Linked DNA regions of Ovis aries: region 1 is linked to region 2. A link is a contact called in public Hi-C data. All regions are on one chromosome and are shown on one strand. The core of a region is the stretch at or near the end of the contact, and the rest is flanking DNA. Distances in the headings are between cores, read along the strand shown.

Region 1 (3,464 bases), core at 93-2,592, 170 kb after region 2:
TCAATAACCTCAGATATGCAGATGACACCACCCTTATGGCAGAAAGCGAAAAAGAACTAAAGAGCCTCTTGATGCAAGTGAAAGAGGAGAGTGAAAAAGTTGGCTTAAAACTCAACATTCAAAAAACTAAGATCATGGCATCCAGTCCCATCACTTCATGGCAAACAGATAGGGAAACAATGGAAACAGTGAGAGACTTTATTTTTGGGGGCTCCCAAATCACTGCAGATGGTGACTGCGGCCATGAAATTAAAAGACGCTTACTCCTTGGAAGGAAAGTTATGACCAACCTAGATAGCATATTAAAAAGCAAAGACATTACTTTGCCAACAAAGATCTGTCTAGTCAAGGCCATGGTTTTTCCAGTAGTCATGTACGGGTGTGAGAGTTGGACTATAAAGAAAGCTGAGCACCAAACAATCGATGCTTTTGAACCGTGGTGTTGGAGAAGACTCTTGAGAGTCCCTTGGACTGCAAGGAGATCTAACCAGTCCATCCTAAAGAAAATCAGTCCTGAATTTTCACTGGAGGACTGATGTTGAAGCTGAAATATTTTGGCCAATACTTTGGCCACCTGATGCAAAGAACTGACTCATTTGAAAAGACTCTGATGCTGGGAGAGATTGAAGGCAGGAGGAGAAGGGGACAACAGAGGATGAGATGGTTGGATGGCATCACCGACTCTACGGACATGAGTTTAAGCAAACTCCAGGAGCTGGTGATGGACAGGGAAGCCTGGCGTGCTGTAGTCCGTGGGGCTGCAAAGAGTCGGACACGACTGAGCAACTGAAATGAACTGAGCTGAACTGAAGGCAGAGAGAACAGACAGACAATCATCTGGTATAGAAAGGTGTGGGCCTGTCAGAAATACGAAAGGGTAAATACTTTCCACAGAAGTCAGTTTAGCCTTGCGTAGAGGCTTTAAGCACTACTGAACAGGAGGTGTGAGTTGATGCTGGGCAGCTGGGAAACAATGAAGCTAGAGGGAGAGACAGGGAGGCCAGGAGAATGGGGCAGAGCTTATAGCCACTGTTTATCTAGTCTTGATTTAAAGGCAAAAGCTCAGTTACCCAGGCTCCTGCTGGGGGCTTGTGTTCCAAAGGCGCTTCGGAAGCCATCTTGAGTCCTTGTAGCTCGTCATACGGCAGAGTATCTCTCTCAGATTCTGAAAAAGCTGCACTTAGGGGAGATGGGCTGTCAGGCATAGGGATGAATTCTGCATTTTCCAGCTCCTACGTATGAGAGAAAGAATCTCATCAGTTCCATCTGAGCCTTTCACTTTCATCCAAATTCCTTCCCTGCTATAGCTTTCACGCTGACGTGTCATCGGCACCCTCTAGCGGAGCAGGACAGTTGTGGTTACAACACAGCTTATCCTGTCAGTCAATGTACTGGCAGGCCTTCCTTTGAGGAGCAGATAGGGAAGGGAATTCAAACTCAATTTCAAGAACACTTTTTGATACCCAGTGTGATGCCTCAACACACTCAGTCAACAAAGGCTATTCAAGTTGGGAAGCTCTAAGGTGATGGCCGTGAGGCTAACTGCCAGGCTGCTAAAGGCTGAAGCTTTAGATGGAACTGTGCGCTGCTTCTTTCATTCACATTCCTAAGTAGCTATCAAGTTTAATATTGTTACAGAGGGAGCCTTACATCTAGAGGTTCCCTCTTTTTTGTTGGGGGGGGGCGTGATTTAAAATTTCTCAACTATAATTTTAAGATTTTCTTTTTTAACGTGAACCATTTGTAAAGTCTTTTTATTGAACTTGTTACAATACTGTTTATGTTTCATGTTTTGTTTTTTCTGGCCACTAGGCATGGAGAAGGCAATGGCACCCCACTCCAGTGCTCTTGCCTGGAAAATCCCATGGACGGAAGAGCCTGGTAGGCTGCAGTCCATGGGGTCGCTAAGAGTCGGGCACGACTGAGCGACTTCACTTTCACTTTTCCCTTTCATGCAACGGAGAAGGAAATGGCAACCCGCTCCAGTACTCTTACCTGGAAAATCCCAGGGACAGAGGAACCTAGTGGGCTGCCGTCTATGGGGTCGCACAGAGTCAGACACGACTGAAGCGACTTAGCAGCAGCAGCAGCAGGCATGTCGGATCTTAACTCCCAAATCAGGGATGGAACTTGCATCCCCTGTTTTGGAAGGCAAAGTCTCAACCACTGGACTGCTAGGGAGGTCCCTAACTATAAATATTGACTGTAGAAAATGTGCAAATATTGATAGGCAAAGAAACATGATAAAAATCACCAGTAATTCCATCACTCACAGGTAACCACTGTTAAGGCATTTTTCTACTGTAAGGCATTCCAACTACCTTGATATTCTACGAACCACAGTACAAAATCTATAAGCTTAATCTTCGCACACATGCATTACAAACACTTCTTTCAAGGAAGGTTACGTTAATTTCCATTCACTTAAGTAATATAGGTATGAGACCACCTTATCTTTTCTTGTCAGAAAAAAAAAGGATTAGAGATTTGATGATTTCGGCTCAGACAGAAATCAGAAACCTAGATGCCTGCTGCAAAGCACTTGAGCAGCACATGGGAAACAGAGATCCTTCTAGTCCCTACAGAGTTCCTGTCACCAAAGGAACTACCTTTCGAAGCCAGCCAGGACAGGAGCTGCTGGCCCCACTGCTGATCCGCATGGCCTCAGTGGGACTGACGAGACCTTCCATGCCTCGGTCTGCTTCCATTGTTCCTCGGAAGCCTCCACTTGGATCAGGAGTTTCAGATTCCTGCTGACTGTCGTCTTCTCTTCCGCCACCGCTGCCACCTCCTGGGCTAGAGCTCTGAACCACTGACAGATACACAGCACAGAAATATAGAGCTTTGCTATGCAACAGTATTTACCAGCTGACAGCCCCACCAACCCCTGGAGAGTTTCTGAGAGTTGCGTGAAGTGGAACAGCAACGGTGTAAGTCAGATACCTGGGCCTAAATTTCTAGTTCTTTACACAAGGTATTGTGCATCAGGATCTTTATGACAGTATTCACTTCTACTTTCCAAACTTGCTTGTACTTAATTATCAATGTTCTACTAGATTACTGAATAATCACCCCAACCACTGCATCCAAACCTTAAATATTCAGACTCCAACATCCTCCATAGAGGTTCATCTTATATATTGAATACAAAAGATTTTTCACATTTGAGCCAAACATCTCTTAAAGTTGCCAGATAAACTCACCATTAATTCCCTTTCTAGGAAAACAATTGAATAGAGAAGTCCTCAACCATTAAATTCATCAAATTCTTTAATGACTATCTGTAAGAATTTGAAAAAATATGAGGGCTTCCCAGGTGGCTGAGTAGTAAAGAATGCGTCAGGAAGATCCCCTAGAGAAGGAAATGGCAGCCTATTCTAGTATTCTTGCCTGGGAAATCCCAAGGATAGAGGAGTCTGGTGGGATATAGTCCCTGGGATTGCAAAAGAGTTGGACACAAGGGA
Region 2 (3,282 bases), core at 768-3,267:
TGTAACAGAAATATTGTCTATTTGTTCAATATAGAAGCCATGAACCACATGTAGCTATCAAGCCTTTGAAATACAGTGGGTGCCACTGAGAGAATATTTAATTTTTATTAAAACTGGACTTCCCTGGTGGTCCAGTGGTTACAGCTCTGCGCTTGCACTGTGGAAGGTGTGAATTCAATCCCCACTCGGGGAAGTTCTGCATGTCACGCGGTGTTATAAAAAATTTTTTTTAAAAATAGTATTATGGGCTTCCCAGGTGGCACTAGTGGCAAAGAACCTGCCTGCCAATGCAGGAGATGTAAGAGACTTGGGTTCGATCCCTGGGTTGGGAAAATCCCCTGGAGGAGGGCATGGCAACCCACTCCAGTACTCTTGCCTGGAGAATCCCATGGACAGAGGAGCCTGGCTGGCTACAGTCCATGGAGTCGCAAACAGTCGGACACGACTGAAGCGACGATTCCATTCCATTCCATGTGGCTGGTGACTACTATATCTGACTGTACAGTATAATCCTTCTTCCCCCGCAGGGAGACTGAGCCGGTTTAATGCAGCAGCTGTGCCGGCTACAGTGGGCTTAACAGATGCCAGGAGAGAAGGCTATCAGGAAGGTGTAAGGCAGTTCTGAGTGCCAGCTCCCATCTTTTTAAAAAAGGAAGTCTCTTTTTTAAAAAATAAAACCCACTGAGCTCTTGGGATGTGTGGACAATTAAAACTTTGGTAAAACACATTAACCCTTTATTTTAAAATGTCCAGAGTGTCAAGGCCAGGAGGACTCCCTCCTGGAGCAAACAAATCCAGAAGTTTCAAATAGGTTCTCAAGCATAAAGGTCCCCAGGGGCTGTTCATGTGTGCCAGTGGGCAGGACAGGAAAGGGCTGGCCGAGCGCCTCATTAAAGCAGGCAGCCCTTCATCTGCCTGGGGTTGACAAGCAGGAATGTGAGCCTGCATTTCCAGATCCTCTCATTTCTCAGGAAAAGTAGGAAACTTGGGCTTTCTCTATGAAACCTGCCAATTTTCAAATGCTGATAAATAGTAATAATTTTAAACACCCTCATGTTTGAGCCAAAAACACAGAAGGGACTTGGCTGTCCTTCTCTTTCTTCCCATCCCTGACTCAGGGCCTAGCTCCTGGACGAAGCTCAGCAAATAGCCAGTGTTGTCTCCTAAGCCCCCCAAGGCTCCCTGAGAGTAGACCCTAGGCATCCTGGCCAGCTGCCCACCTAGTCCCTGACCCACCCACCTCACTGTTCTCTGCCGCCCCCTACCCTTGCAGGTATCTCTTCTGGCCCCAAGGAAACCCTCTTCAGCCCCATGAACCCTCACAGTGGGACCTCTCTGGGGGCTCTCAAGGCTTCCTAAGTGGGGCCCTTTGCTGCCCTGAGGCTGGGGCTGCTGCAGACTGGCACTGCTCTGCCAATCACCCGCCCTGGGCTGTCTGGGCACAGCTATGGAATGAAAGGCAGTGACATCCATCCGGGCGTGGCTGCAGGGACCTGGGCCCAGTGGCCCTAACATCTCTCCTAATTTGGGAGACTGATTTTCCTGGCTTGTGAATGACACAGGAAAAGGCCACAGGATTTTAGGAGGGATGCGGAGTGGCTAAGTTGAGTGCCCAAGAAAGGTAATAAAGGAAAAAAGAGGGCACTTGTAAGACAGAACGGTTGGGCTTGGCCTGAATCTGTTTTTCCCATATGCACAGGCCTCGGAATACAGGATTCCAAAAATGCTTTGCACATGTGTGTCTGGGGTTAAACAAATTCAAATTCGGGGAATTCTGTCATAGACCTCCCTCTTGGAGATTCACTGTGTACATTTGCACCCTCAAAGCCTGAAACTTCCTAGAATTAAAGCAATGAAGTAATGTAACTTTAACGCACTGTTTCTAAAGCTTATTTGACCCAGAACCCCTCTCTCCATAACACCATCGGTTCAGTGGGATCCCACACGGGCGAACAGTGGTGGCTGTCGCCTCCTTGGCCTGCCCCCCGGGGGCGGCCGAGCCACGTGGATGAACGCGGTGGGCGGGAAGGGCTGGGCAGATGGAAGCTGGCTGGGCCTTGGCTGACAGACCAGGCGCCTGCTCCAGGGAATAGGGAGCAGCCGCTGGAGCGAAGCCAGGGATGGGAAGCCTGCTTCCTGCTGACCCACTCTTGTCATCAGCCTTCAGCCATCGAACTTGTATCAGACGCTTTAGCGTGTGCCAGGCCTTTCCCAAAAATTATCTCACTTTAGTTCCCACATCCCCCTGGGTGGGTGGGAAGATCCCTTCCCCACTTCCAGATGAGGAAACCGGTGCCCAGAGAGGGCAAAGAGCTTGCCTGGGGCCACGTGGTGCCCGTCCAGACAGCACTTCATCCTCGGCAGTGTGTGAAGGAGCACACACCAGTCCTCTTTTCTCTGCTGGCTCCCACACCCGCCCGAATCCCCCGTGAGTGTCTTAAATGACAGATGCCTGGGTTCAACCCTAGAAATTCTCATTTGGTGGGTTTGGGATGGGGCCCAGGCATCTGTGTGGTTAGGAAACTCCCCCAGGTGATTCTGATGAACGGTTCAGTTTGAAAAAAACATAAAAACACTTAAGCAAATACTCCAGCTATCTCTGGGTCCAGGCAGAGAGCAATCGAATATTGGCTCAAATCTCATTTGACCCAACCTGTCTGTCCTTCTGCTGAGTGTCCAGGTCCAGTTTGCACTGTCGACTCCTGTCTGCCCTGAATTAAGGGAGCCGATCCCAGATTGGGGCACCGCGGGAGAAGCCAGGAGACAGAGGGCAGAGCTGCCAAGGACCTGGACAAGGCAGGTTTCTAGCGATGAGCACATTCCTGCCCCAGGAACCTCTGGGCTGGGCTTGGCAGGGGAGATTCTTGGCTGCAGCCCCTGGAGGAAGCGGGAAGTGGGGGCGCACAAGGCAGCTCAGGCTGGCTGGGTGCCCCTGCGGCTGCTGTGCTGAACTGCCGAGGGAGCGGTTCTGTGTCTGAGCTGGAGGGTCTGTGGAGAGGCGCTGTCTGCCTCTGTGGCTTCCTCACTTTTTCCTTGCCGGGGCTGGTGTGTGCTGGGCTGGAGGAGGGGTGGGGCACCCCTGGACCCGGCTGCCCTTCTCTGCTTGGACCCCCTGACCCCTTTCCAGCACTGGCCACTCCCGGTCACACACACTGTGTCCTCCCACACCTTGGGCGTCGCTCGCTCACCTTCTCGATGACCCCGACCACCTTGCAGCCCCTCAGCTGCTCCAGGGCAGAGCTCAGCGTGCGGATGGGCCGGAGCCTCAGGCTGCTGAAACCC

What was found. Hi-C and Micro-C count contacts between places; a contact is called where the count stands out from the background.
Region 1: a Hi-C map of tail adipose tissue shows a contact between it and region 2, with 5 times the contacts expected there. The contact joins two enhancer-like sites. A contact is called at or near these places in 5 of 16 Hi-C or Micro-C datasets (muscle, omental adipose tissue, retroperitoneal adipose tissue and 1 more).

Annotation. Positions count from the first base shown.
Region 1 is chr7:84,415,494-84,418,957 of ARS-UI_Ramb_v3.0, forward strand. It overlaps NEK9 (NIMA related kinase 9), which reads right to left. Exons shown (of 22, transcript XM_012182349.5): 19 at 2,610-2,812; 20 at 1,071-1,232. Among named protein-coding and RNA genes, the nearest start is that of ZC2HC1C, 19 kb to the left of the region's middle. Within about 2 kb of position 1,343, at least 1 of the 54 cell types and tissues checked has an H3K27ac peak or open chromatin away from gene starts, as enhancers often do.
Region 2 is chr7:84,246,889-84,250,170 of ARS-UI_Ramb_v3.0, forward strand. RPS6KL1 (ribosomal protein S6 kinase like 1) reads right to left here. Exons shown (of 10, transcript XM_060418352.1): 4 at 3,189-3,281. Among named protein-coding and RNA genes, the nearest start is that of RPS6KL1, 5.8 kb to the right of the region's middle. Within about 2 kb of position 2,018, at least 6 of the 54 cell types and tissues checked have an H3K27ac peak or open chromatin away from gene starts, as enhancers often do.